6 separate regions of the Mus musculus genome follow, and regions 2, 3, 4, 5 and 6 are each linked to region 1. Evidence: chromatin contacts called from public HiChIP or PLAC-seq, Micro-C and promoter capture Hi-C data. All regions are on one chromosome and are shown on one strand. The core of a region is the stretch at or near the end of the contact, and the rest is flanking DNA. Distances in the headings are between cores, read along the strand shown.

Region 1 (4,497 bases), core at 763-3,262:
TCACGGGCGGCGGGAATCCCTCCTTCCCTAAGAGCTAGAGGAGATCCGGGGGAGTCTGGGCCCTTCCCACCCAATGTTCTCCTCCAAACTGAGGGGAGGGAAGAGGGAGTGAGGTTGTCATCCACCCCCATCACAATGCGCAGCTAGGGAGTTCCTCCCACGCGTCCCCCGGCCCCGCATGGACCTCCCACGGCGTGAGGCCCGGGGATCCTCTCTTCCTTCTTGTCAACACTCCCACTCCCCCTGAGAGATGCAAGTTCCCCCAACCCCGACTCTCCAGCGGGGGCCGCGGGATTCACCGCGCCCACGCGGCCACTGAGGAGGGAATCCTCCCCCGCCAACCCGGTGTGATTCGGGGTCGCGCCTCCGTGCTCCCTCCCTCTCCTCCCCCTCGCTCTCAGCCAGGCTGCGCGCTTCAGGAGCAGGCCTCGGGGAACACATCACCCACCCCCGGGATCCGCTGTCGAGGTGACAGCACCCTGGGTCGGCACAGGGGGCCGCCCTTGACTGCAAGGCACCCTCAGGCAGCAATGAGGACAACCCTGCGGGAGACAGAGAGTAGAGACTGGAGGAGACCGCCTTGGTGGCTTAGAATCTGTGGGTTTCACATCTTCCCGCAGTAACTCAGCCGCAAGCCCTTCGCCGGCTGCAGTAGATAGCGACTGTGCCCCGGCCTGCTGGGCCCTCCTGCCATCCTGTGGCCAAAGGGGTTTGCTTTAGAACCGTTAGGGAATTTATCTGGGAATTATTTGGTGCACGTGTTTTCTATCCCCTAAACTTCACTCTTTCCTAATCTCCACAACAACAACAACAACAACAAAACCCTCATACCCTCGCCCCTAAAAGTTCTTGCCCACTGCGCAACTAGCTAATCCGCTACACATTCCCGGGCCACTGCGCTCAACTGAGAGTCAGCGCGGGGTCAGGAACCCCAAGGGAGGGGCCGGGGCTGCGGGCGGTGAATCAGAATGATGTCCGCACGAAAGTTCTAAGTGTCCAAGAATAAGAAGCCTTAGGACATTAGAACCCCTTCCCCAAAGGAAAATACTTCATCTCTCCATCTGAATCCAGTCAAGGATAAGAAGGAAAGACAGAAGTTGTGTGGGGGAGCCTGGCTTGAAGCGGTCACCTCTCCCATTCCTAGACTGCTAAGGAACCTGTGTCCTGGTGTACTGAACTCTTTCTAAATGCTGGGAGTGCTGGAGACCAATTGCAAACAACTCCACTCCTCCAACGACTAAATTCTGTCTCTAATGCTGTCCTCAAATAAAAACCTACATGTTTAGTTACAGGGTTTTTCAACTGTGCACTGCGCATCGCGCGCTTTGCATTCGGCTTCGTCCCTCTTTCTTTTTTCTCTTCTCGCTTTCCTTCTTTCTAATCTAATTGACTTTTTTTTTTTTTTTTTTTTTTTTTTTAAAGAACGGAGAGCGGTGCGGGCGCTGCACGTTGGCTGCGGCCCGCTTCCTGCTTTCTAATGTTCCATTGTGAGGAGCTTCCATTGTGACGTCGCGCCCCTTCGGCTGGGCTTTGTCTGTCCATATATGGGCAGCTACGTCACGGAGCTTTCCCGGGGCTCAGATAAATAGACTGGTGGAGTTCCCTGGCTGGGAGCTTTTGGGCAGCAGTGAGCTAGCTAGGAAGCGGCGGGGCTGGTTGGTGGTGATAGCAGCGGCGGCGGCAGCAGCAGCAGAGGAGGTGGCGGCGGCAGCGGCGGCGGCGGCTGTGGCAGATCGGGGGGCGGGGGGGGTCGGCGGGCTCGTGTCTGTGAGATCAATACTGAAGCCGCGTCTGACCCCCTGGAGCCTAGATCACCCCCCCAGCCCAGCCCCCATCCCACTCCTCGCACACGCCCCACCCCACCCCCACGACCCAGCGTCGCACCGCACCAGCCGAGGCACCCGAGAGGATTACCCTCTTTGCCCCTCTCCCATCCACCCCTCCAAAAAAGAATAGATCCCCTCCCCTGACCCACCCCTTCCCCTTTTCACTCCCCCCTCCCTCCGAACTTTCCCTCTCGCATGCTTTTCCCCTGCACCACGGATCGCCTCTCGGATGCCGCTCGCCTGGAAGCTGCGTTAGGAACAGGCGGCGGCGGCGGTGGCGGCGGCGGCGGTGGCGGCGGTAGCTCGGGAGTGCTATGACCGGCAAACTCGCCGAGAAGCTGCCGGTGACCATGAGCAGTTTGCTAAATCAATTGCCTGACAATCTGTACCCCGAGGAGATCCCCAGCGCGCTCAACCTCTTCTCCGGCAGCAGCGACTCGGTAGCCCATTACAATCAGATGGCTACAGGTAAGGGTGGCGGTGAGGCGGCGAGGCAGCGAGGAAGGAAAGGGGGAGGACGAGGAGGAGGGAGCGAGCTAGCGATGGATGCACATATCGATGGATGCAGAAATGGATGGATGGAGAGACGGATGGAAAGATGGGGGGCGCGCTGGGAATTTTCTGGGGGGCGAGTTGCTTTTCCCACCCACTCCTCCCGCCCTCCGAGATCGGGAAGGCTTGGTTGGAGACGCCACGGTTGAGGCTTCGGTTCTCCCGGGTGGGGGCAGCCGCCGACTGGAGGGAGGTAGGTGCGAGCAGCTCTGGGGTTCTCCCTCCCCACGCAGGGGGCCCGATCGCTGGGCTGCGTGCAAGGCGTGGTGCTGTAGCCCCCTTTCTCGGGAGGAGCCCAGCGTCTTTTTCACCCGCGCTCTCCCCCCTCCTTACTCCCTCAGCCTCCCACCCGGGATGGAGCCATGTGCGGCGTGGAGTCCCCACGGTGGGAGAGGTACTGCGACGCTGCCTTTCCGGGGCGTTCAGCAAAGCCATTGGGGGTGTGGGGACGGTGGGGAGAGGGAGGGGGCTCACCCACGGGGCGGGGGAAAGGGTTTGCCACCGGGGGCGATCCTGGGACCCGGGAGCTTGGGAACGGCGGCCGCTCCCGCCGTGGAGACATGGGCTGGTTTTCCGCCGCTCTCCACTCTCCTTAGCTGGGTTTAGGCTTTTCCCCTCCAGCCCGAGCAGAAAGCTCCTTCAGGCCGGGAGGAGACTGGGGCCGGGAGAGGCTCCCTTTACGGGCGGCACCCTTCTGCGCTCCGAGGACAAAAGCGTCGAAGCTCTTTGGGTCGGCCACCCGGGCTCAGCGCGCGTAGGGGGACCTCGCTTGGGGCATGAAGGCGCGGCGTCTTGGAGTAGACAGGGCCGGGGGAAGAGGCCGAGTTGTGTGTGCTGGAGAGCGAGAGCCGGGCGCGCTCCGGGTCTGAAACTACCTGTAGCTGCAGCTACCTGTCCGCCCCACCTCGGGAAGAACAACAATGCTCTCTTGCGCGCGTGCGTGTCTGTGTGTGGTACGTGAGTGTGTGCGCGGCGTGTGCGGTGTGTGTGCCGGAGCCACTCCACACCCCGATCCGTAGTATTTTGCTGTATCCAGGTTGCGCCGGGGAGCGCGGCACCGCCCGCTTTGCGCCGGGCTCGGCGTTCCTCTTACCCCACGCGCTGCGCACTCCAGCCGGCCGCACCCTCTACTCCTGGGCAAGGACCTGGGCGCCGCGGCCGGGAGCCGGCTCGGCTTCACTCACCCCTCCCCTCTCTCCCCCGCTCTCCGCAGAGAATGTGATGGACATCGGTCTGACCAACGAGAAGCCCAATCCGGAACTCTCTTATTCGAGCTCTTTCCAGCCAGCCCCCGGCAACAAGACCGTGACCTACTTGGGAAAGTTCGCTTTCGACTCTCCTTCCAACTGGTGCCAGGACAACATCATTAGCCTCATGAGTGCCGGCATCTTGGGGGTGCCCCCGGCCTCAGGGGCGCTCAGTACGCAGACGTCCACGGCTAGCATGGTGCAGCCTCCTCAGGGAGACGTGGAGGCCATGTATCCGGCGCTGCCTCCTTATTCCAACTGCGGCGATCTCTACTCGGAGCCCGTGTCTTTCCACGACCCCCAGGGAAACCCTGGGCTCGCCTATTCCCCCCAGGATTACCAATCGGCCAAGCCGGCCTTGGACAGCAATCTTTTCCCCATGATTCCTGACTACAACCTGTACCACCATCCCAACGACATGGGCTCCATTCCGGAACATAAGCCCTTCCAGGGCATGGACCCCATCCGGGTCAACCCACCCCCTATTACCCCACTGGAGACCATCAAGGCCTTCAAAGACAAGCAGATCCACCCGGGATTCGGCAGCCTGCCCCAACCGCCGCTCACTCTCAAGCCCATCCGGCCCCGCAAGTACCCCAATCGGCCTAGCAAGACCCCGCTCCACGAGCGGCCCCACGCGTGTCCCGCGGAAGGCTGTGACCGCCGTTTCAGCCGCTCAGACGAGCTGACCCGGCACCTGCGCATCCACACGGGCCACAAGCCCTTCCAGTGTCGGATCTGCATGCGCAGCTTCAGCCGCAGCGACCACCTCACCACTCACATCCGCACGCACACCGGGGAGAAGCCCTTTGCCTGTGAGTTCTGTGGGCGCAAGTTTGCGCGCAGCGACGAGCGCAAGCGCCACGCCAAGA
Region 2 (5,017 bases), core at 37-2,536, 310 kb before region 1:
ACAGAGGTCCACCAATCAGAAGATACAGGTTCTTAACAAACCGAATACTTTATTTTGGTACTAGAAAGCTTACAGAATTATGTCAGGTTTTAAGCAACTTACTTCTTTGAAAATATGCATTTCCCCCCTACAAAATTTTGTTTGGGGTTGTGGATTAAGAAGTAAACTGAGGCAAATGTGATGATGTTTGTTCAATGATATTCTATACTGGAAATCTGGAGGCCTGAAGCATATGGAAATTCAAACTCTTGTTATAATTGGTTTGCTTTTTCAAGACAGGGTTTCACAACATAGTTCTGGCTGTCCTGGAACTCAGTATGTAGACCAGGATGGCCTTGAACTCACAGAGATCCACTTGCCTCTACCTCCTGAGTGCAGAGATTAGAGGCACCAGTACACCTGCATGTATATGTACGTGTATATATGTGTGTATATATTATATAATGTGTATATGTGAGATATATATGTATATACATATATATATGTGTGTGTATAAATGTGGAGAGAGAGATTGATTGATTGAGATTGTGAAATTACCAAAATGCACTGATGTGGGTAGATGAGGTCATCTATTCTTTTTGTTTGTTTGTGTTTTGTTGGTTTAGGTGTGTGTGTGTGTGTGTGTGTGTGTGTGTGTGTGTGTGTGTTTAAAGACATGGTTTCTCTGTGTAGCCCTGGCTGTCCTGAAATTCACTCTGTAGACCAGGCTGGACTCTAACTCAGAGACCAGCCTGCCTCTGCTCGTGCTAGGATTGAAGTGCTTTACCACCACGGCTAAGTGTGTTCAGTGTTCCAAACGTTACAGAGACACGGATTGATTTCGCTTCTGTTACTGGGGTGAGACCATCCATTCTATCATTTCCTTTTCTGTGTTCTCAGATACTGCCTGGTAGCATACAACTGTAACAAAAACAAATTCAAGAAGAGGAAGAGAAGAAGAGAAGGAGAGATGAAGGAGACAGAAGATGAGGAAGGAGGAGTACTCACTACTACAGACATCTTCAAGTCGGCTCCTCCAGGGACACAAGCTGAAACTCAAAGGTGAATATCATATTAGTCAAAATATGAAGGGACAGGCAGACCTTTGAGTATTACGAGTTGGTTTTTTTTTTTTTAATAAGCATGGGCGTCTCCAACCACGACCTGACAAATATAATAAAAGTGGTGTGATTCTTTAAAAAAATAAAAGTTGTTCAGATTCTGTCCGGCGACTGCTCCCAAGTTTTCATATTAGGTAGGATCGGGGTTGGACGCGTAATCAAGCTCCTCCCAAGGTGGATTTCCCCACCCCTGCCCGGTGCGCGCGCAAGCCCGCGGAGGTTGGAGGTACCACTAAGCGTCAAGTCGCCGCGACAAGAATCCAGAACTTTTCTGGGAGTGAGGAAATCCAGAGAACTTTTTTAGGAGTGAGGGGACAGCCATCCTTCGTGGCTTTTGGGAGCTGAAGCCGCAGGGTTTCGGATGAGCTGACACCATGGAGCCTCCAGGACCCAGCACGCCCACAGCCTCTGCCGCTGCCCGGGCAGATCACTACACCCCAGGCCTCCGGCCACTCCCGAAGCGCAGACTTCTATATAGCTTTGCGTTGCTGCTTGCTGTGCTACAGGTGAGTGTGGCGCGACTGCGGTGCCCGAAGTGGGAAGCCGGCCAGGAAAGGAAATGGCAAGGAAATGTCCTGAGAGCCGGGCGCGCACGTGCGTGTGGTGGGAGAGGTCTGACACTGCGGGGGGTGGGGGGGACACGACTCCGCGGGGGTCCAGGTAGGCCTCAACAGGGAAGCCTAGAAGGTTCGATGGTGGGGTGAGAGGGTTGGGGGGGTGGAGTGAGAGGGGGGGTGGAGTGAGGGGGGGTGGGGGACCCGAAGGTGAGGTGGGTCAGGACTGGATGGGGAGGTGGGCGGAACACTCTAGACTGGGAGGATGTGAGGCGCCGCTCTGGTAGAAAAAGGTCCTGACGGTAGATGAGAGGTCCTCAAAGATGGTGGGAAGAAAGTTCTGGCGTTGGGTTGGGGCTTGTGGAGATGGCACGCGAGGGGCGTGGCGAGCAGCTGACCCAGCAAAAACGCACCAGGGCACCCAAGGTGGAGCAGGGAAAGGGAGAGGGGACAGTGGGCGGAGGAAGGATCCAGTTACCCTGTAGGATCCTAAGGACAGAGAAGGCCATGGTGGGGGAGCCAGGTGGAGGGGGCTGTTGGGGGGAGGGGGTGGAGACCCTCCCTAGCTGCTGGACATCCCTTTCCAGGCAGGAAAGGAAGCCTTGCCTGGTGTTAGCTTTAGCTGCCAGAAAGTTCTGTTCAATTTCCGCGTCACATCACTGACTGTACTTTTTCCAGTTTCTTGGACTCTGCAACTTACTGGGCTTAAAAAGAGTAAAGGGGCCCTGAAGAGCCTAGAATCGGGCCTTTCCCCTTCTGCCAGATGAGATTGTTGAGGGGAATTCCAGTGTCTTGGAGTCCATTGTTTCTAACTTCAAATAGAAAGGCACACAAGTGTCTTTTTAGAGACACTTATTGTATATATTCTTATATTATATTCTAGACTCATTTCCACCAGGCTGGACACAGTTCTCCACCTTCTGTTTTAATACTTCACTGTTGGGCTGGAGAGATGGCTCAGCGGTTAAGAGCCCTGACTGCTCTTCCTGAGTTCAAATCTCAGCAACCACATGGTGGCTCCCAACCATCTGTCATGAGATCTGATGCCCTCCCTCTTCTGGAGTGTCTGAAGACAGCTACAGTGAACTTACATATAATAAATAAATAAAATCTTTAATCTTCTTTAATCTTCTTCCTCCTCACTGTTGAGGAGGAACATGCATATGTCTGAAAAATAAGTAAGTAGAACGAAGGAAGGAAGCAGAGTTAAGATGTGTTCAGGTAGTACCAGGCAGCCCTGCCTATGGACCAGCGTGTTCATCCTCTCTTGGCTTCTAGTTACTTTTAGTATCACTTCTTTAGCTATTTGGGGGGAAAAAAAGAATAAGAAGAAGAAAGAAAGAAAGAGAGAGAGAGAAAGAGAGAGAGAGAGAGAGAGAGAGAGAGAAGGAAAAAAAGAAGAGAAATGAGCAGAATAGTAGTTGAGAACATGGAGAAATGGGTGGAGGGGTGAGCTGTTACTTTAATGGTTACAGACTTAAGAGTTTTAAGATGAAGGGAATTCTGGGCTTTGGTTACAGGACAGTGTGAACACAGCAGTACAGGCCTTTTTGTTTAAAATGATTACGGTGTTAGTTTTACCTAATGTATACCTGAATGCGTGTAAAAAAATCTTTGTGCACACTTATCTTGGGTTTCATTCCTGTGAGGAAACGCCACGACCACGAGCAACTTATAAAGAAAACATTTAAGTGGGGCTGGCTTACAGTTTCATGGGTTTAGTCCATTATCATTATGGTGGGAAGCATGGCAGCATGCAAGCAGACTTGGTGCCGGAGGAGCAGAGAGTTCTACATCTTGATCCACAGGCAGCAAAGAGACTGTGTACCATACTGGGTATAGCTTGAGCATAGGAGACCTCAAATTCTGCCCCCACAGTGACACACTTTCTCCAACAAGGTCACACCTCCTCCAATAAGGCCACATCTCCTAATAGTGACATTCCCCATGGGCCAAGCATTCAAACCCATGAGTCTATGGGGGCCATACCCACTCAAACCACCACATCCCACTCCCTGGCTCCCATAGGCCTATAGCTATAGCATAATGCAAACTGCATTTGGTCTAATTTCAAAAGTCTCCATAGTCTACCATAGTCTCAACAATGTTTAAAAGTCCGAAGTTCAAAGTCTGAGACTCATGCAATCTCTTAACTGTAATCCCCTATAAGATAAGAATAAAAGACAGATCACATACTTCCAACAAACAATTGCACAGGATATGCATCCAAAGCATGTGTTGTCCCACCTCAGGATCCAGATCAAAGGAAGTCTTCCTGCCTCAGGATCCGAGTCACAGGTGTGCCCTCCATTTCTGGATTGTAGTTCATTCCAAATGTAGTCTAGTTGACAACTGAGAATAGTCATCACAACACTAAGTGACTTCAGGTGAGTGCAATACCATAGAATGTGTCTGGAGATCAGAGGCCGGCTTCAGGTGTCAGTTCCCACTGTCTACCTCATTTGGAACAGGCAGGATCTCTCTTGTTCGGCACTGAGTATGCTGCTGGCTGTCCCATGAGCTTCTAGGAATTCTTCATCTCCTCCTCCCATTCAGCCAGAGGAGTCCTGGGATTTCAGATGTGTACTGTTGTGTCTGGCTTTATATTGAGTTTTGGGAATCTGAACTCAGGTCCTTGCGATTGTGTGGCAAGTGTATTTATCCACAGAGCCATCTTTTTAAGTCTTGACTGCATTTTTAAAAACTGGGGGTAAGGGGCAGAAATAGTCACCCACATGATTAATTGGTCACACAGGAAACAAGACAGTATATTAGAGGATGCGTGTTGTTTCTAGTTAAGAAAATATTTAAAGACTTTCCTCTAATTTTACACTATGTATACTGTGTATGTATATACAAACTTACTTTTTTAAAATAGGAAAGAATAAAAGACAGGTGAGACCCAAAGCCACTTAAGGCAGTTCCTGCTTTGTTTCCACAGGCTGTCTTTGTTCCAGTAACAGCTAACCCAGCCCATAATCGTCCAGCTGGCCTACAGCGGCCGGAGGAGAGCCCATCAAGAGGACCCTGTCTAGCAGGTACATTCTAGAGTGATGGCCGGTCTTTGTCTCTGATTCCCACCCCCGGCTCCACGGTCTTGCAATTCCCATTTCTTTGCTGACCTAGATATTTATTCATCATTTTCTAAATTCAAGGTCATGAAGATTTATCTTCATGATGTTTTGCCTGCATATTTTCTATTTTGGTATGTTTCCATTAAGGTATTTTGAACTAATTTTTTGTGCACAGAATCAGGTAAGGATCCAGCTTCTTATTTTATACGGAGCTATCCAGTTCCTTTCTTTTTTTTTTTTTTTTTCTGGATCCAAGCTAGGGCCTCACTCATGGTAGACACGCACATTA
Region 3 (4,393 bases), core at 1,149-3,648, 370 kb after region 1:
CTCTTCGTCTGTTTCTCTCTTCTCTTTTTTGATGTTGATGATATGAGAAGGTCCCATGTCGGACATGTCCACGGTCTTATCCCAGTTCCCTGCGGGAAATCATGCTGTCCACTAGGGTTCAATAAGGAAGACTGCCCACAGCGAGGAGAGCCCAACTTGGAATGGAGACTCCCACGCTCTGCCTTCTCAGGCAGTCTGAACTGCAACCCAGACCAGGTCCCTTCCTGGTACCTTTTTTTTTCATCATTTCTGCCGGACCCTGCTCGAAGATAGAATGGGACTGGATCACTTCCGGGCGGCCACGTCCCCGTCCGTGACCCTCACGCTGGCGGTCCCTGTCCCGTTCACGCTTTTCCTTCTTCATAGTCACTTCTTCTTTTGGCCTGGGAATGAGGACAGACAAAAGGGTCTGCCTCAGGAAATGGAGCCTCCTCGCTTGCCCCTTTCAGCCCGCTGAGCAGAGCTTGTGAGCCAGTAAGTACACTACGAGAATCGGCACCCAACCCTTCGCTATACCTTTGACATCTCCCATAAAGCACGGCCTTTAATTTCCTTCTACTTTACCGTCTTGTCAAAATGTGGGCCTTTTGTTTTGTTTGTTGGTTTTTTAACCCTCTAAAAGTAGAAAGGCTGGAGAGCAGAGGACCTTAAGGCAAAGTTGGAGAGTTCAGCCCCACCTCGGCAGAAACAGAAGGTAGCTGAAACTATAAGAGATGGAGCCTACTGGGTGGTTACCCAGCTCCTAAAGGAGAATAGAAACTCAGCCCTTTCCTCTCCTTAATTTCTTTCTTCCCTTGGGTATTCCGACTGCATTCATTGCCATACCATGAACCCAAAAGCAAGAACCACCTGATTGATCGTGGACTAAAATCTCCAAAACAAAATGTCCCTCTCTGTAAGCCAATTATCTCAGCTATTTATTACAGAAAAAAAACAAAACAAAACAAAAACCAAAAAGACCCTCTAATGCAAAGTGCCCTGGAGCTAAGCGTGGAGGTGTACATCTTAATCCCAGCACTCAGGACACAGGTCTGAGAGGCAAGCACATCTCTGGGAGTTCTAGGCCAGCAACCTACATAAGTGAGTTCCAGGACATGCAAGGCCATGTAGCGAGGCACTGTCTCAAAAAGAAACATGCCCCTATATAACCCAGGATTGAAGGATGAGAACCACTGGTGAATAAGCTAATAGCGTAAGTTAAAATCTCTAGGCCACACAACCTAATTACGTCCCCAAATTCAGAGCTAACCGGGGTGAGTACTGTTCATTCATTACTTACTCTTCTTTGATCTTCCGACTGATGATATTTGGGGTGAAGGTTTTCTGAAAAGTAAAACACAGTACTGTATTTTCGATGTGCTCAACTGACCAACAGTCCTGGGATGGCTTAGAGAGACAGGTAGACTATCACCAGTAGCCCCCAAGGCAAAGCTAAAATGCTTTATCCTGTGTTTGCTATTCCTTTTCAGAGCTACTCGGTACAGTTACATCTACTGTTACACACATAACAGGAGGGGACAAAGAGCAGTTACCGGCATGCCTAAGATTCATCACTTACTAGATTATTAGTTTTCAATACTGACATCCACAGAGTTATGAACACTCGAAATTGCAAGTAAAGCAATTTTGTCTGGCTTTCAAGGGATTTTGTAAGGAGCCCAGAACATAATAAGCACTTCCGGATGTCTTGAATCAACTAGATTCACTGTCTTTTAATTGCCTAGGAGACCCTGTCAGTGTCCTGTACCAGCACCTAGGTTTGCAGGTCTCTCTAAAGGCTGACATCCCACCAGGGGCCCAAGGCAGCACATGAATGAACATCACGAGTCGCCTCCCTACGGCCTGGGTGGGTTTCTATACAAACGCGCTCGCAGGTACCTTCTTGACTCCGCCAAGGGTGAGGTCCCGGGAGCGGATGGAGGGAAGGCGACCGGGCGTAAGCGGGGGTGCGGGCCGCCGGCCGATCAGCCCCCGGCCCCCAGAGAGAAGGGGTCGCGGCCCTCCAGGATTGCTGGGCTCGCCCGCCGCGTTTCCTTCCGACATGGTTCCTAGAAGAAAGTAGGCAACAAAGTGACTCCAAGGGCTGGACGCGAGGACCCTGGGCGGAACCGCACCCACGTGGCCTCCCGCCCCCCGCCCGTGCGTCGCTCTCGCTGCAGCTCAGCTCCTCCCCGTCCCACGTGGCGAGGCTTCCCGGAGCGCCCCACCCCTAGCTTTGGACTCCGTCACCTGCCCTTTCCCTGGGGACTTCGTGACGCACCTGCGTGGAGGCTCTGCGCCGAGTATCACAACCTCACCTCCGACTAGAGCAACCACGGGCCGCGGGTCTCCGGGCAAGGCGGAAGTCTGCGTGGCAAGGACCGGGCGCTGCCATCTTACCCTGGGGCGGAAGTGACATCAAGGGGGCGTGACCTGACCATAGTATTTATCCGACGGTGCCTCGCCGCCCTCCGCCTTCTCTTCCCGGTTCTTCCCGGAGTCGGGAAAAGCTGGGTTGAGAGGGCGAAAAAGGATGTGGGAGGTGGACTGTAAGCTGTGCCGGGGTGTGACTCGTGGGGGCGTGTCTCGGCCCCTGGCAGGGAGTAGAGGTGCGGTCCTCGGGGTCGGAGGTGGAGGGGCTCCAAGGTCGCCTACCTGCTGTATGTGGAGTCCACACTGCGCAGCCTCTGGGAGCAGTGGGGTCGCCGCTCGGGATGGGGCTCCGGACATAGGGAGCTTAGAGCCCTCAGGCCGTGGCTGGCTGCAGCCTCCCTGCGTTGACCTTGGCGTGGTCATTGCACCTTCGGGCTCGACCCTTTGCTCGCGTGCGCCTTCCCTTGCCGGTCCCTGGGGTCTTGGGGTGTCACCCTTAACGCAGTTTGGACAGAGCAGCCAATAGCTCTTCTCATCTACCTGGGCCCATGACTGCTTAGTCAAATCTGGGAAGCCTTTGGAACTGAAGTTTGCTCTTCAACTGGAAGGGTTTTTGTTTTTTGATTTTTGGTTGGGAGGTGTGGGTATTTTTAAGACAACCCTGCTCTGTAACCCTATCTAGTCTGGAACTTAAGTAGACCAGGCTGGCCTCGAATTTGCAGCAGTCCAGTCTCTTCACTCATCCCTCAGTTGTAGGGATTACAGATGTACACCACCAATCCCAGCTGAAAAATTTTTTTATTGTAATGTGTGGTTGCAATCTAATCTGGGGGGGGGGGAGTCATTTAATGTTACACTACAGCGACCCCAATACAAATAAAAAGGTTATGTAATTCTAGGGAAGGAACCTATTTCTGCTGGAATTCCATAGGCTGCTAGCATTAAAATATTTTTGATGTACTGTAATATTGTGCCACACAATAGTGTATTCTTTGTCGGAGACAAATGACCAATGGGAGGATATATATGTGCATATTTATATGTATATATCGTAACTTGTTTCCTTAATGGGGCACTTACTTTAAATAGGTATGTTGTTAGAAATAGCTAGTGTACATTTGATACATCCAACTTTTTTGCTTTCTTGTAGATTATATCCCTAGGAAAGAGTTTCAGAAAATGTACATATTAAAAGTATACTTTGCTGGGCAGTGGTGGCACACGCCTTTAATCCCAGCACTTGGGAGGCAGAGGCAGGTGGATTTCTGAGTTTGAGGCCAGCCTGGTCTACAGAATGAGTTCCAGGACAGCCAGGGCTACACAGAGAAACCCTGTCTCGAAAAACCAAAATAAATAAATAAAATGAAAATAGTAAATAAGTAAACTTCATTTTGATGTCATACATATGCAGTTATTTAAAAAAAAAAAAGGGGGGGGGGGAAATTATGTGACAAGCCAGGCATGTTGGTGCATGCCTGTAAACCCAGTACTTGGGAGGAAAAAGCAGGCAGGTCTCTGAGTTTACACCAGCTTGGACTACAAAGTGAGACACTGATGGTGATGATGATGATAATGATTCAGCAGAGCCCAAATTCTGTTTACTTTGTTTTCCACAATAGTAAGATCTAGCACTTATATCAAAACCAGAATATTGACATTTTTGCAGTCATGGTACAAGACATTTCAGCATGACAGGAATCCCTGAAGCCGCCCTTTCAGATACAGCCAGCCTCCCTTACTGCTGAGCCTTCTCTTCCTCCCACTCCTCCCCACACTAATCTGTTCTCCATTTCTAAAATGTTGTTATTTCAAAAGTATTCTAAAGATGGAGTCATACGGTATATGACTTGGATTGTTTTTGAAGAGACGGAGTCATCTTGTTATAAACCTCTAGTTGACCTGAAACTCACTGTAGAGACAAGACTTGACTTCAAACACTCAGGAAAGTATCTGCCTTGGCAGTGCTAGGATTGAGGGAATGTGCCCTCGTGCCCAGCTTCTGTGGCTACTTTTTATTTGTTTATTTATTTTAGATTTTATT
Region 4 (4,561 bases), core at 667-3,166, 270 kb after region 1:
GCTCCAAAGCCCTGAGTACTCTGCCACTGTGCCTTACCTCAAACAAGCTCCCTTCTCTAAACTACTCCAACCAGCAAGGAGACTCTTGTGTTGCTACTTAATTCCCCACTTGCCACTGTCTGCCTGAAAGGCAGAGTAAGCCTTCTGCCTGCACCCACCACAGTGGCCATTGAGGGGCACAAACCAAACACTGTACGTGGGACCTGGGCCTTTTGCATCAACCCTGGGTTTGGAAAAGAGCTCGGGATAGATCTCCAGGAGCCTCTAACTCTCCTCTTGTCTACATGCAAGGCCAGTTACATAGGCTCTGCCACTTCTCAAGTCGGTTGGTTGCTTAGCCAGCTTCTGGGTTCTTTAATCCCTGTTTCTGCCTCTGCACTGTCCAGGTGAACCACAGAATGCCAGGTGTAGCAGCAAGAAGTGTTCTGCCAGGGTCCTTCTGGAAGAACCCATATCCTGGGTCAGTTCAGTGTCTCTAGTCACAATGATAAAACAGTCACACAAAGAGGACCCATACACGGCCTCCTGACTTTGAACCACTAGCAAAGAGCTCAACTAAGTCACCAATAGAAAGGGGACTAGATGGCTTTTAATTCTAGTTGTCAGAAGTTGTGATTCTGGACATGTTTCTGGCTGTTTGGCCAAGGAGGCACGTTGGAACCCCTCAGTGTTGAAGATTTGTTTTAATAGGTAAGGAGTACGGAATTGTACATCTTTTGGATAGACAATTCAGGCTGGTCTCAGTACTAACCTGAACCAGAATAGTGACCAGATAGTCACTCCGGAGCCAGTTTCTATCGTCCCCTAAAATCAGCACCTCCAGCAAATATATCTATCCCAATGACCAGGGGCTAAAAAGAGCTAATGCTACAATTCCAAAGCCAGGTTACTTCACGAAGAGGGGCCTGCCAAAGTGCTCCTGCCTCTATCCTTCCATTTAGGCCACAGGAAAGCACTCCACCCCTCACCAAACCAAACTGAGAGTTCTCTTGAACGCACAAGCCATGTAACTATTTAGACTACAGATCAGCTTAGAATCTAGGCCCCGGGGTGACAGAAGATTCTTAAAGCTGAACCCACAACCCAGAGAGGCAATTTTCCGGCTTAGAATCTACCTCAGGATCACAAGGTGAGTCTGATGGCTACTTTAGCTATAGCTTTAAAACTCTAAGAGGGAGCAGCCGGTAACCAGACCACCTAATTTGGTCAGTCCCAACCTAAGTGAGCCCAAGAGGCATCGCTGCCGTTAGTCAGGGGAGAATTCAGCGCGGTGCCACCCTTGCGGTTATCCACTCCTGCCCAAGCCAACCAGAAGAATCGGGCATCACTCTCCAGCCGGAGGGTGGTCTGGCGTGGGGCAGGGAGAAGGACACATAGGTTCCTGGGATGCAAGATCCAGACACCAGAGCCCCCGAGCAGCCGCCACCGCAGAGCATCTGATCTACCCATCTACTCCGCTTCCTCTGCGCTCTGTGTCCTGGGGCTCTAGAAAGCTCATCTCAGCCTTTCTGAGCAGCTATCGACCTCCCCGGCGTCCTTCTCTGGTTCACACATCCCGGGCCCTGCAGCTGAAGGGACAGCGCAGTGACCTCCTTCTCCTCGCCACCGTGGCACGGCAATCAGGTGCTACCAGGACTGGGCTCAGGGAGTGCGCGGCCTCCCGAAAAGACTCTGGGTCCTCGGCGTGCCGGTGTCTCCAACCCCCACCCGGTGTCCCCCCTAACCCGGAGGCGCCCGACTTCCCATCCTGCCTGCGCCCGGTCCGTCCTCACCTGAAGTCCTCCAGCCGGCAGTCGGGCCCACGCAGCCTCACTATCCAGGGCCCCCCCCCCAAGGCAGCGGGCGACACAGCTACTGAGTGGGTGCGTCCCCGCCAACAGCCACGCGCCCCCTCTCTACGTCCGGCCCCCGCCGCATGCGCATGCCCGGCCATATACCCTGCGCGTCACCGCTGGGCCCGCCCCCGCCTGCTGCCCCGCCCCGCTCCCCCGGGCCTGCCACGTGGGACCGCCAGCTAACAGCGTCGTTACCCTGGCCAACCTGGTCCTCCAGCGTTGTGCATCCCCGGCTCGCATCCTAGCTCTCTCTAGCTTCATCCACCCTTCCTTGATGAATTCCATCCTTGACTCACGGAGGCCCTGCAGGCTCCGCTATTCTCTGGAAACCTCCCATCTGTCCTTCCTAGCCCCTTTTGTGGGAAACTCACAGCGTGACCTTCCATCCTGTCGCTCCTGAGGGAGAGTGCCCCTCTCTTGGTAGACATTTGTGGTTTTAACACTGTTGATGAATCTAAGAGACTTTTCTGTTTTCTCCAATTCTAAAATATTCTGTAAGCAGGATGGAGCGCTTCATAAACTGCTTTTTTTTTTTTTTTTTTTGCCTACCCCAGCCAACCAAAAGAATTAAAATAACTTGTAACGATCCAAATAAAAGATCATATTCATTTTTTTTCAGAGTTTCGCACCTCTTTCTCACAGTTAATCAGATTCCTAAGGAGCGAGGTCAAGCCTTAGGTTTTGTTTGTCCTGGGAGGGAGTCTCTTCCGCTGTAGGAAGGGCCTATTGTGTTGGATACTGAGCCTTGTATATGCAAATTTCTTGAGAAAAATAAACCACCCACTAAACTCTTATTGTTCTATTCAGCTGGATATTAGGATTATTTCCTCTATCGCTTAACCAACTGTCACCTGGGGCAGGGAGGGCCCCATGGAAGAACCTCAAGTGGCACTGGAACCAGTGAATGGCGGGGGTTTCTGTTCTAGCACAGGGAGTGTGTCCAGCTGGCTGTGGTATCTCTAGATTTGTTCAATAGAGAGATGGCATCTAAGTGCTGGGGAAAGTTCCCTCAAAAAGGAAGTGATAGGAGTAGAACTCCATGTCCCTAGAACAGGTGGCAGGAAGAACTCAGCTCAATGGCAGCTTGCTCTTGCGGGCTGGCTAGAGCACCAGAGTGTGGGGCTGGGGGTTGGTGAGGTAATAGCCAATCCTGGTGGTGCACACCTATAATCTCAGCTACTCTAGAGCCAGAAGGATCTCAAGTTCAAGGCCAGCTGGGGCAATTTAGTGAGCTCCTTTCTCAAAAGGTAAAAGGGGGATTTTTGGTTCAGTGTATGCTTAGACCGCACCAAAGCCATGAGTTCGAGGCCAGCAACCGGTTCTGGTAATGCTCACCTGTAATTCAGCACTGGAGAAGTGGGGACAAGTATCACAAGTTCAAAGTCAGCCTTGGGCCCCTTAATGAATTTGAGACCATGCCTGAACTACCTGAGACCCTTTCTGTAAATTAATAGTGAATGCTTTGCCTAGTGTATGCAAGGTCTTAAGTTTAAAAGATATAAAACTACTGAGGCCACTCAGACTCTTCTGGCCACTCTGTTTTTCTGAAATTCAATTATCTTTACTCTGTAATTACAGTACTCCAATGAGTAAGAGGGAGACCCTGTGATGGTCCTCTCATTTACTTTCTGAGTAATTTTGAGGTAATGATAGCTCTTGCAGAATTGCCTCCCGGGCCCCTGCAACTCTATAATAATGCTGAATATTTGCCTTGGTTAAAGTTACAGTGTTTTTCAGACATTATGTCACCCACTTAAGACTCCAAAGCGGAATGGACTGTCAGGAAAGGTCGGTTCCCCATCAGGCCCCCCCTAGAAGGAATAAGCAGAATAAGAAGCCCACCTAGAGACAAGGATCTGCCATCCCAAAGCTCTGAATAGGACGGGGAGCTTAAACCCTCATCCCCCGGATTCCAGACAGGATGTCAGGGCTACTAAAGCTTGCATTAAGCAGTTGTTGAGGACGGCTCAGGGGGCAGAGTGGGGAGCTGGGCATGATGGCCCATGTTCTCCAATGCTACCACTTGGGTGGTGAATAGGAGAAGCAAGGATTCAGGGCCAGCTCAGCTCCATAGTGAGTATGAGCCCAACCTGGGTTAGGAGAGACCTTGTCTCAAGGCACATAAGCAAACAAACAAAAGCACTAGTGGGAAAGAGGAGTGATGGGCCACCCCACCACAGGACCCATCTGTGTGGCACTGTCACCTGTTTGTGGAACTGTCAAAGTCCACAGGGGCACCCAGAGTTGATAAGCTATCTCCAGCTGATAAGCTATACACAAGAGGAATTCAATTAATCATTAACATAGCTCAAAATCAAAAGGTCCTAAGTCTCTGCATCCGCCCCCACGGGCATTTCTTCAGGAGGCACATCCTGATGAGAGGACACATGCCGACTAGGTCCTGCTAGGACACAACAGTGATGGTCACCATACATAGTGACATCTGGAGCCTGGATTTCCCACCATCACTTGCTTTCCCTCCTCCTCCCCTTTCCATTCCCTTCCGCTCAGCAAGCTTCTTGATTGTTCTGAAGTACATTTGATCTACTCTTTCAGACTTTGGAAACCCTTATTTATTTATTTATTTATTTATTTATTTATTTATTTATTAAAAATACTTGATATTTATTTTTTTAAAATACTTGAACCCTCTGTAACTCCAGTTCCTGGGGGTACTGACCTCCTCCTGGTCTCCACCGGCATTGTGCGCACACGGTGCACTTCCA
Region 5 (4,734 bases), core at 898-3,397, 480 kb after region 1:
TGAAGGATGGAGGGGCTGGGGAAGCAGGGCTAGGTGCCCAGACGGCCGCGTGTGTGGGAGGGGATGTCCTCAGATGCCCTCCACCCGGCAGTCCCCGCTCTGACGTGGGTGCCCCCCCTCTCCCCGCCCGGATTAGTGGCAGCTTGGCCTGACTCTCCGGGGCTCCTTCCCCCGCCCTGCCTGCTGCCCACCCCTGGGCAGGGGGCTACTCTGCCTGAGGGGTACTGTGCTTGCCCAGGTAAGGGTCTCTGGGGTGGAGAAAGGGCAGCCGGCTGTCAGAGAGTCTGTGCCTGTCAGCAACGAGTGTGTGTCAGCATGTGTGTCAGTTTGTGAGGGGTCGGGGTGGGTGAGGGCTGGGCCCATGTGAGTCTGGGGGTGCTAGTAAGTTTGCCAGGTCCATGATCTGGTCTTGTGACCACACACTGGGTGGCTTCCCCCCCCCCACGAGCGCCCTCCCCCGTGTTTGTGTCTTTTGTGTATGTCCTCAGCTCTGCTCCATCCTCAGGCACAGCACAGCCAGCTGCAAGGACTCTGGCCTGTGGCATAGGCTCTAAGGCAAGGATGGGGAACGTGGTGGAGTGAGGGCAGTACTTCTCCTCACCTTCATCTCCACTAACCCCTAAGCATTCCAGAAGACTGTCCTGAGAGCTCTGGTCTAGCCCAGGCAATATAATCTGACAGGCAGATATGGCGACTGGAGGTGCGGGGGTGGGTATCTGTTCAGCTCCCCTGACACAGTCCCTATCACCTTAGGGGAAGACAGCCACAAGCCCCCAGGACTCAGGACAGCCCCGGGTTCCACTCTGGCCACTACCAGGCCTCAAGCCACAAGACTCTCCCACAAGCCTCTGCTAAGGTAGGCCAGGGAACTTAGATGGGGACCACAGGCACGTGCCACCCCACCACCCTGCCCTGGAGCCAGGAGCCAGAGGTCAGGCTAGACCCCCTGCTGCTCCAGTCCCTGTTAGACCCTCCTCATTCCGCTCCCTCAGCAAACTAAGGTCAGGTCACCTCCAAAGGAGTGGATAAGAAAAGGAGTATGAAAACCCCAGCCATGTAAACAACCCCTGCCAGCCTGCCCACCACAGACTTGGTCTCTGTGAAGGAGAGGAGCAAGGAGGATCTGTATCAACAAGGCCCAAGTCGGAGCAGGCAGCTAGGATGGAAGGACAGACCTCCTCCCCCAAGTACCTATCCTGGTCTTAACAATTGGTGAAAAGCTCCTTGCCTTCACTCCTGTCCCTTAAGTGAAAGACATTGGGCTCTTCATGATACCCCTCAACTTCAGAGATGGTGGAGGGACTTGGGACCAGGCTGTGGCCACCCAAATCCATTCCTTCCACAGCAGTGGGGGGTGGGAGTGAGAGTAAGTGGTGTTGCTTCTGTTTCAGCCTGGGCTCGGAGGCAGGGGAGTAGAGGGGCAGAAGGTGGGTGCTTTTAGAGAAGGGAAGCACCCGTTGGGCGTGTGGGTTTCTGTGTGTGTCTGAATCTGTCTGTCTGTTTGTGTGTGTGCTCTGGAACCACCCCCGCAGAAGAGCAGGGATGCTTCCTCGGGTGGAGGGTGCCCTGTTTGCCCATTTCCTCTCCTACTCAATGTTCCCTCCCAGGAGCCACTCCCATGGGCTCCTCTCCAGGCTGGGCCTGAGAGCACCAAGAACATTGAAGATGGGGCAGCCCAGCAGGCAACCCCAAGTGGAGCTTGCAATGCTTGTGTGCTTCTGGTCCCTTCACCTCTCTGGACACTTGGTAGAAATCAAGGCGCTTAGACCAGGGAACAGACCAGATATCAGGTCAGGCCCTCCCAGATTCCAAAGCATAGTGCTTTGTAACATTGTGCCCAGAGAGGGATGCTGGGTAGGGTCTTGGGCCCCGACACTATGAAGAGTGGCTTAGCCAGGTGATGATGAAGAATGAGGTAGGGAAGACACCAGCCATTGGGGTGTGCCCAGAGCTGAAAAGGACAGGGAGAGAGTGGTCCAGCAGGCACGGGCCTGCTGGCGTGGGTCGCAGCACCCATCACTGACCCGTGAGAACCCGACTGCCCCTGCCAGCTCTGGCACTGACCCCTCCCTGCCGCCCCGCCCTAGCACCCCGGGGGGCACCCCGCCTCATCCTGGCCTGGTCCGGCCCCTCCCGCCCTTTGCTCCAGTTCCCGGGCTTGGCACCTATAGTGGGGGTGCTGCCCGCCTGCCAGGCTCCGGGCCGGGCCCACGGGAGGGTGGGGCGGCTGGGAAGCTGGCACACTGCCCCAGGGGAGCCTCTCTCGGCAGGCGCCCGGGTGCCGCGGGGGGGAGGGGGGAACAAAGGGCTCATTCTCCCCGTGCGCAGCCGGTGGCATCGCCGGGGCGTTGGCGGAAGCCCCCGGGGCTCAGAAGGGGGCAGGCCCAGGCGGGGCCGCCGAATCACGGGCTCCTGTTTCCCGCAGGGTGCTGGAGGAGGAAACCGGCGGAGCAGCTTCCCCACTCTCAGTTGCGCGTCTGGCGATGGCGATCAGAGGTCCTGCTGCGCTCTCCGCTGCGCTCTCCCTCCATTAGCCGCGCTACGCGGTGCTGCGCCCTCGCTGGTGCCTCGCTCCTGGCTCACAGGATCGGCCCCCCACTTCCAGGCACGACCCCCTTCCCCGGCCCCTCGGCCTTTCCCCCCACTCAGCCATCTCCGACCCGGGGCGCGCGTTCCCCCCGGCCCGGATCCTTCTCTCCCTCCGGGGACACCCGCTCCCTAGCCCCGGCTCGACCCTCCCCAAAGCGCAGCACGGAGTCTCGGCGTCCCATGGCGCAACCCACAGCCTTGGCCCAGAAGCTGGTGCGGCCCATCCGCGCCGTGTGCCGCATCCTGCAAATTCCGGAGTCCGACCCCTCCAACCTGCGGCCCTAGAGCGCCCCCGACGCCCGGGGGGAAAGAGAGCGCGAGAGCGCTGAGCAGAAAGCGGGAGAACGCCCCGAAGCCGGCCCATGGGGAGCGAGTACCCAGCACCGGCTAGCACGACCGCCGCCCACACCGCGCCCGGCCTGTGAAGCCCAGGTAAGCGCCAAGAGGGAGCGCGTTCTGGGCTAATTGTAATGGGGGAGTTTATGAGCTGATCCCAAGGTGCAGGCAGGGAGTGAAGTGCCGGTGTCACTCTGAACTGAACCTTACATCTTAACATGGAAAAGTTAGGATGCCCAACTAAGGGGGCTGGACTGAATGCAAGCTGCAGCTCCAAAAATTCTTGGCGCCTCCGCCAAGGCTCACGTACATCCATCCCTCTTGGAGTTTCCTCTGTCCGGCCATGGGGACTACTTCAGGAGACTACAGCTGATCTGGTGCCACCTGTCATCCTGGTCCCTAGCAAGCGTGTTCAATTTTCCCTCGCTTGCGTCTCTCTGGGGCCCAGCCTGCTTTCCCCGCCTCCTTCCCTCCCCCCTCCGGGCTTCAGTTAGCAGCGGTGCCCTGGCACTGCCGTCGGGCTTGGGCAGCTCGACCCACCCTAGTCTGAAACCTCTTAATCCCTTCTCACATGCTGACTCCCATTGGGAGCAGAGATCCTAGCCCCCAGTAGTTGTCCCGGTACTCTTTGAAGATGCCAAGAAACTAGAGCCCATGAAGGGCAGATTCAGACAGCCCAGGGGTAGGGAGACACCAGCCAGCAGCCCTGGCTAGCTGCCCTGCCCAGTGACTCGAGCCTGTCGGGTCTGAACATCCCAGTCTTGCAAGCCTAGTGGGGGCTGAAGATGGGAGCGGGCAAGCAGCACCCCAAAAACCACAGACTGGCGTTTAGAAAGAATCCTCTGAGTTCCTCTTTTACATCCGGGTACACTGAAACCCAGAGGAGAAAATGACCTGCTGGACATCCGAATAGCAGGTGACACAGTCAGGGCCAGGATCCAGTCAGTCTCCCTGTCCTCGCAGCTGAGTGTCTTCTACTGAGCTAACCTTTTGCAGTCTTGCTTTCTATCAGTTTCCAAGACTTGTAACTAGATTCCTAGCTCCACATGGGCAGAGCCTTTCACCCTGGAAGTGACACCCTTCTATTGAATTTGGACACCCCCCCCCCACACACACACACACATTCAGATAGGGGCCAGAATTTAGGAAAAGGTATCAACTTCCGGCCATGAAGCAGAATCCTTTTGGCCACCTGTGGAAGGCTGCTTTGTGCCCTGCTGTGGCCTGACACTTGCTTTACTGGTTTGAGCCACTTTGGTATTCCCAGGGTGGTGCCCATGGTTGAGATACATGGGCCATTTGCCTAAGGGGCTCATGCTTTGTCCTTACCCTCCAGGACCCCCCTCCCCGGGAGAGGCCCATGAGGGCAGGAGAGTGATGGAGAGTATGCCCAGCTTCCTGAAGGACACCCCAGCCTGGGAGAAGACAGCCCCTGTGAACGGCATTGTGGGACAGGAGCCTGGTACCTCACCACAGGATGGCTTGCGCCATGGGGCACTGTGCCTAGGAGAACCTGCTCCCTTTTGGAGGGGTGTTCTGAGCACCCCAGACTCCTGGCTCCCTCCTGGCTTCCTCCAAGGCCCCAAGGACACACTCTCACTGGTGGAGGGTGAGGGTCCTCGGAACGGGGAGAGGAAGGGCAGCTGGCTAGGCGGCAAGGAAGGACTGCGCTGGAAGGAAGCGATGCTGGCCCATCCACTGGCCTTTTGTGGGCCGGCATGCCCACCTCGCTATGGGCCCCTGATACCTGAGCATAGTGGTGGCCATCCCAAGAGTGACCCTGTGGCCTTCCGGCCCTTGCACTGCCCT
Region 6 (5,096 bases), core at 1,693-4,192, 440 kb after region 1:
AGAATCAAAGAGTTTTCAGTGCTAGTTCTCTGTGTGGGAAGAGGAAGCAGGAGGATGTAGAAGAGGCAGAGGAGGAGGGAGGAGGGAGGAGAAGGAAGGAGGAGGAGGGAGGAGGAGGAAGAGAAAGAAGACGGTGTATCAGTCCCTTCCAAAGGAGGCTAAGGCAGACACCCGCCACAAGCACCCCTAGCATCTGGGGTCAAGGCTATGGATGGGTCCAAGAAGCAAACCTAGCAGGAAGCAGCAGCACAAAGAAAGATTTGGTGGGCCTGTAGCTGGAGGGGGGCAGGAGACAGGGCTCGGCAGATGTATATGTATACCAGTCCAGTTTCCTGCAGGGATGATCCACAGGGCCTAGCATCAGTCACACCCAAGAAGAAGGCCTGATCTGACCCTGAAGCTAGGCCCTGGCAGGCTCTAGGACCTCTCAGCCACCTCAGGCCTGGCCGAGCTCCCCACCAGCCTCACATCACCCTGGTAGAGAACTTTCTCCAGAGCCCTTGCTTGAAGTTCCAACTCAGCCAGCCCCACCCTAGCATGAAATCTGAGACTAGGGATGGAGCCCTGAGCCTATTGCTATTCCCAAAAATCACTCCCATTCTCAACATGAGCATAGCTTCCTATCCATTCTTTGAGGCTGTGCTCCTGTCCTGGTGCCTCCACAAAAAATCTCCACTCTACAAACCTTCCCACACACCTTCAAACCACTTTGCTCTGCCCTCCCCATCACCAGGAACGAAGAGATGATGAGGGACCCTAATCTTCCTGAATTATGCTGTGTAACATTAGTGTGCTCTTGGACACTTGCTTAGAACGTGATCTCTTTAAGGACCGAGATCTGTCTGGCAACTCTCTGCACCTCCCACAACATCAAACCCAGCCCTGAGACATATCAAGAAACGAACATCACTGAATGGATATGAGACACCGTACAGGGTCAGAGAGATGTTAGCTTTTTCTAAAATCCAAATCCACACCCTCTCAAAGACATTGATCAAGAGCTGGAGGCACAGAGCACAGGAAATGAACATTTATATAGTGTCTGCTGTGTGTTAATAATAAGTGAATTATATATGTTCTCAGATTTAGCCCTTACCCACCAGCTAGTTCTCTAATGAGGAACTTAAGTTCAGAGACTGTGCTCAGCCTTCCTGGTGGCTAATGAGTCCTTCAGATTTCATGCCTTGCTCATTCTTCCTCCTGCCCTCCTACCACGCACGATGTGATGGAGACTTTTACTGTCCTGGTTTGCCTACAGCATACCAGGCATGGAAGAGGAAAGACTGAAGGGTTTGGTTTGTCCTGTCCTGTAAAATGGTCCCTATCCTACCTAAGGGTGGATGGAGCAAGGAGAGTCCCTGATTAGGTCCTCTGTGCTCAAGATTGTAGCTGCCTGTCCCAAAACTTTGTGTCCATTTCTTGTGTCCCAATCCCTGGCTCTAGCTCTTCGCAGACAGGCTGAAGTCAGAAGCGGGAAGTCGAGGAAAAGTTGTGATAACTTGTCCCCAGTGTATTCCAGACAGCCTGCTTGGGAACATCAATTAGGCCAATGGCCTGAGTGTGTCTGGTCATCTGGTCACTCCAAGGGAATCACAGCAGGAGAGTCCTCATGAACAAAGATCACACACACACACACACACACACACACACACACACACACACACACACACACTAGAAGCCCTGACTTGACTAATTAGCCTCAGGTGTCTGTAGGGCGAGAGAGCTGATGTAGAATATCTGAGACCTCTTTGTGAGACTCATTTGCTAACCTAACTGAGCTCTGGCAAAGCTCTCCTGGCACACAAAGGCACAGGTAAGTCCCCCTGTGCCCCCCAAGCCCCCACCCCTGCCGCCAATTTCTCTGACTTTGACAGCTGTCTCTTGAGTGTTCAGAGAGCTCCTGCTGCTGGCTAGATTCATAGGATTGCCTATGAAGAAGTATTCCATAGAACCTCCTGAAAAACTTTCTCCTTCCACTGGGCTGAGAAGCCGGGAAAATCTATCCCTTTGGAGCTGCAGGCCTTCTTTCTGGGCATCAAACCAGACAGATGTGCTGTGCGGCACTATGGCAAACAGACAAGCAGGCAAACACCAGTATTCCACAAAGCAGGAGGGATAGGGGAGAAGGGACACGGACGGACGGACGGACGGACACACACACACACACACACACACACACACACACACACACAGTTTGGCCAGTAAAGTTTCCCGGTGGAGAAAAAGCCTCCTTGCCAGCGGGATTCGCTGGGACCGAGGGAGGTTTCCCCAGGATTCCTCTGTGAAGGCGAACGGCAGCCGCAGCAGTTTCCACAAACAGCAGCAAAACTTCAGTCCTAAAAGTCCCCCAAACTTCCCCCTCCCTTTCTCCCTCGGTCTTTTGTTCCCCCACTGCATTGCCAACCAAGCAGCTCCCAGCTTCCCACACTGGACTGTCCTCCCCCAACCCCAACTACAACCCCAACCCCAACCCCTGCCCGGCCGGGAGCCTCGATCCCAGCCTGCCCACGCCCGGCTTCCGTGCGCCCTGGGGGAGCCGGGGGTCGCTCACCCGCCTTGCAAGGGTCTTTGTAGTTGAGGAGCTCCGGGGCGTCCTCCTCGCCCAGGTCGTAGGTGTAGTCGGCCAAGTCCAGCGGCCGGCCGGCGCGCGGGAGCAGCAGCAGCAGCAGTAGCAGCGGCAGCGACAGCAGCGGCAGCGGCGGGCGGGCCACGCCGGGCATGCTGGCGGGCGGCGGTGGCGGTGGCGGTCGCGCCCGGACGCGGGAGCGGGGCGACGGGGAAGGGAGCGCTGAAGGCGAAGGGGAGGCGCTCTCCCCCCGAGGCCACCTCTTCCCGTCCCGTTTCCTGTCTCCCGCCCCCCGCTCGGCCCGGCTCTCTCCGGCCCTGGGCTCCGGCGTCCCCTCGCCCTCCTCTCGGTCGCTCCCTTTCTTTTCTCGCCGCCCTCCCACTCCCCACCCCACCCCCCCTTTTAGGGAAATGAGCTCGCTGGAGGGCGGGTTTTCGCCCAGCTCAGCCCCCCTCGGGGCCGGGACCGTGCTCGGCCGGGCCGGGAAGCACGCCAGCCGGGCGGGGAGGACGAGAGTAGCACCGCCCGCCCCGGAGGGGAATCCGCTGCCTGGGACTGGGGCAGGGGCCGGGGAGGGGGCGCGGGCCAGGGATGCCCGGAGGCACCGCTCCGCGAGGGGCCCCCTACAGGCCGCTGTCCTGTACCAGGCGGAGTGCCTCCGGGCACGGGACACGCTGTCAGGTCCGTTCCTTCCTCTTAGACACTGGATCAGCGATCGATCGTTCTCTCCCAGAGACTCCAGAGTCTGTCTGTCTTAGATCTCGGCTCTCTCGCTTCTCACTGTCTCTCTGTCTAGCTGTCTCCCTGCCTGTCTCTGTCGCTGTCCTTCCTTGTGGACACACCGCTGGAGGGCGCCTAACACCCGTGTATGGCACCCAGGTCCCGTCCTCTGTCCCTGCCTTTTGCTCTGTTCCCCATTACCTGGGGTAGGACCAAACCTCCATCACTCTTAGAAAGGACGTGGCAAAGCGCCCCAACTCTCCAAACCCTCTCCTTCCTAGGACGGCTTCTGCTAGAAGCCGAGCTGAGAAAATGTGAAAGAAAAGAAGCGCCACTCTTTGTTTTCCAATCAGGCTGCTTTATTCTTTTGTGATAGGATCCCCCTGGCCCGTAGGAGAGACACCTTTCCTTTACAGACTTCCACCGGTTTCTGGGCAGGAGCAGCTTCCTGCTTGTCTGACAAAGACCCTTTGCGGAGGGTCTTTCCTGTCCCGCTGCGGTTTCTACCGACCCTGTGAAGCAAAGAACTAATGCTTATGGGGACTGAAGAAGCCACCCGCTTGGGTCCAGTGTGGGATGTGTCTGGGAACCCTCCATCCTCCGAGCTCCCGAGACCACTGACTTTAAGAGATACCTAGTAGGTCCCCTGACAAAGCAGGCAGCCCAAGCCCTGCCAGTGTTGCCCAGGCACCCTGAAAGGTACTGTTGCTCACCTGTGGATGCTAGATATAGTAGAGTGGTAGCTCTCCACACAGGGTGCTCACAGCAAGGCCTAGGAAAGCCAGGTCTCTCCCGGAAGAATCGGACTCGGAACCAGTATCATGCCCTTCCTCCTGGCCCAGCTTAGAGGTGGGTGTGGAGGGCTTGGCCTGGAAAGAACACCTACTTTCAATGTCACCTGCTTTATTTAGTGTGGGACACTAAGTTGGTAATTCTCGAGGATCAGTTTCCTCACAAATTCAGAGAGGGACTGGGTTGGATGTAGAAGCCCATAGGTCATGTCTAAGCTCAGCCAAGGCCAACAACTTAGCAGGGCCACCTGAGAGCTGGTAGGGATGGCAGGACACAGGTCCATGGAGAGAGGAGAACATGTCTGATCCAGAAACATCAATACTACACAGGGTACGCTAGTCATCCTTTCACATGTCCCTCTACTCAACCCTCAGAGGGAGACTGCTCCCTCCCTCCCTAACATACCCACCTGGAAGTTCTGGAGTTTTCTAGCGAAAGCCTCAAGACTAGGGATGCTCTCTGGAGCCATCTTCATGATGTAGCAGTAGGTTCCTGGAGCTGGCTTATAGGCCGTCAGGAGCTAGGTATAAAACCCTGGAGGTCATTCACAAGGTCCCCTTGCCTTGCTTCCTCCCCAACCCTAGTTCTCAGCCAACCAACTTCCTTTAGATTGTCTTCAGAGGGTGGAGGGGCGCACTTGCGTCAGTGGTTCGAGCATCTGAGGTGAGGTAGCCAGGCACAGAATGGGGAGAGACCTCTAGAAATGCTACAACTGGCTAGTTCCAATAAAGTCCCGGTGGTCCCTCCGGCATCCTCACCCGCTGGTAGTCATACACAACGATGCCAGTGGAGCCGATGGAAAAGGTAGCGATGGTGTCTGCTCGCTCACTCGGGGCTAGGCGTTTCTGAGTTTCCGGTGCTCCGATGCTCATCTCAAGGACCTAGGGGAAGGGTGTTGGAATGCTGCCTGGTATTTCTCTTTCTTCCCTCAGCCTTTCGGTACCCATATCTACTCAGAATCCTCTATTCAAACGCTTTCCTGAGATCTCAGGAAGGCTAAACGTAAGAGGTGTCAGAG

What was found. Promoter capture Hi-C pulls out the DNA fragments that hold promoters and counts their contacts. Hi-C and Micro-C count contacts between places; a contact is called where the count stands out from the background. HiChIP or PLAC-seq counts read pairs in DNA pulled down with a chosen protein or histone mark. Capture Hi-C pulls out chosen DNA fragments and counts their contacts.
Region 2: an H3K4me3 HiChIP or PLAC-seq map of embryonic stem cells shows a contact between it and region 1, with 14 read pairs. The contact joins the promoter of Tnfrsf10b here to the promoter of Egr3 in region 1. A contact is called at or near these places in 1 of 39 promoter capture datasets (cranial neural crest), 1 of 484 Hi-C or Micro-C datasets (CD4 T cells), 5 of 115 datasets of contacts at active chromatin or transcription factors (bone marrow-derived macrophages, embryonic limb bud, embryonic stem cells and 1 more) and 2 of 9 other capture datasets (adipose tissue and liver).
Region 3: a contact with region 1 is called in a promoter capture Hi-C map of adipose tissue. The contact joins the promoter of Polr3d here to the promoter of Egr3 in region 1. A contact is called at or near these places in 5 of 39 promoter capture datasets (cranial neural crest, embryonic stem cells, hippocampal neurons and 2 more), 2 of 484 Hi-C or Micro-C datasets (embryonic stem cells and regulatory T cells), 2 of 115 datasets of contacts at active chromatin or transcription factors (embryonic stem cells and trophoblast stem cells) and 3 of 9 other capture datasets (adipose tissue, liver and pancreatic islet).
Region 4: a Micro-C map of embryonic stem cells shows a contact between it and region 1, with 3 times the contacts expected there. The contact joins the promoter of Slc39a14 here to the promoter of Egr3 in region 1. A contact is called at or near these places in 2 of 39 promoter capture datasets (cranial neural crest and neural stem cells), 3 of 484 Hi-C or Micro-C datasets (all in embryonic stem cells), 2 of 115 datasets of contacts at active chromatin or transcription factors (bone marrow-derived macrophages and embryonic stem cells) and 1 of 9 other capture datasets (adipose tissue).
Region 5: a contact with region 1 is called in a Micro-C map of embryonic stem cells, with 10 times the contacts expected there. The contact joins the promoter of Hr here to the promoter of Egr3 in region 1. A contact is called at or near these places in 2 of 39 promoter capture datasets (embryonic stem cells and maxillary cranial neural crest), 4 of 484 Hi-C or Micro-C datasets (all in embryonic stem cells), 4 of 115 datasets of contacts at active chromatin or transcription factors (embryonic stem cells and pancreatic cancer cells) and 3 of 9 other capture datasets (adipose tissue, liver and pancreatic islet).
Region 6: a contact with region 1 is called in a promoter capture Hi-C map of embryonic stem cells, with 9 read pairs. The contact joins the promoter of Bmp1 here to the promoter of Egr3 in region 1. A contact is called at or near these places in 7 of 39 promoter capture datasets (cranial neural crest, embryonic stem cells, hippocampal neurons and 2 more), 12 of 484 Hi-C or Micro-C datasets (all in embryonic stem cells), 5 of 115 datasets of contacts at active chromatin or transcription factors (embryonic stem cells and pancreatic cancer cells) and 2 of 9 other capture datasets (adipose tissue and embryonic stem cells).

What each region holds. Positions count from the first base shown.
Region 1 is chr14:70,075,305-70,079,801 of GRCm38.p6, forward strand. It overlaps Egr3 (early growth response 3), which reads left to right and starts at 2,013. Exons shown (of 2, transcript NM_018781.4): 1 at 2,013-2,294; 2 at 3,592-4,497. The coding sequence starts at 2,141.
Region 2 is chr14:69,766,186-69,771,202 of GRCm38.p6, forward strand. Tnfrsf10b (tumor necrosis factor receptor superfamily, member 10b) reads left to right here and starts at 1,287. Exons shown (of 8, transcript NM_020275.4): 1 at 1,287-1,606; 2 at 4,596-4,692. The coding sequence starts at 1,475. 4930480K23Rik (RIKEN cDNA 4930480K23 gene) reads left to right here. Exons shown (of 3, transcript NR_130157.1): 3 at 880-928.
Region 3 is chr14:70,441,073-70,445,465 of GRCm38.p6, forward strand. It overlaps Polr3d (polymerase (RNA) III (DNA directed) polypeptide D), which reads right to left and starts at 2,399. Exons shown (of 9, transcript NM_025945.3): 1 at 2,261-2,399; 2 at 1,879-2,048; 3 at 1,280-1,323; 4 at 232-383; 5 at 1-89. The coding sequence starts at 2,043. Mir320 (microRNA 320) reads left to right here and starts at 2,438; the gene lies at 2,438-2,519.
Region 4 is chr14:70,349,508-70,354,068 of GRCm38.p6, forward strand. Slc39a14 (solute carrier family 39 (zinc transporter), member 14) reads right to left here and starts at 1,917. Exons shown (of 10, transcript NM_144808.4): 1 at 1,773-1,917.
Region 5 is chr14:70,552,087-70,556,820 of GRCm38.p6, forward strand. Hr (lysine demethylase and nuclear receptor corepressor) reads left to right here and starts at 2,148. Exons shown (of 19, transcript NM_001379479.1): 1 at 2,148-3,021; 2 at 4,262-4,734. The coding sequence starts at 4,303.
Region 6 is chr14:70,517,318-70,522,413 of GRCm38.p6, forward strand. It overlaps Bmp1 (bone morphogenetic protein 1), which reads right to left and starts at 2,943. Exons shown (of 20, transcript NM_009755.3): 1 at 2,552-2,943. The coding sequence starts at 2,720. Sftpc (surfactant associated protein C) reads right to left here. Exons shown (of 6, transcript NM_011359.2): 3 at 4,837-4,959; 4 at 4,488-4,598; 5 at 4,000-4,155; 6 at 3,624-3,798. The coding sequence ends at 4,009.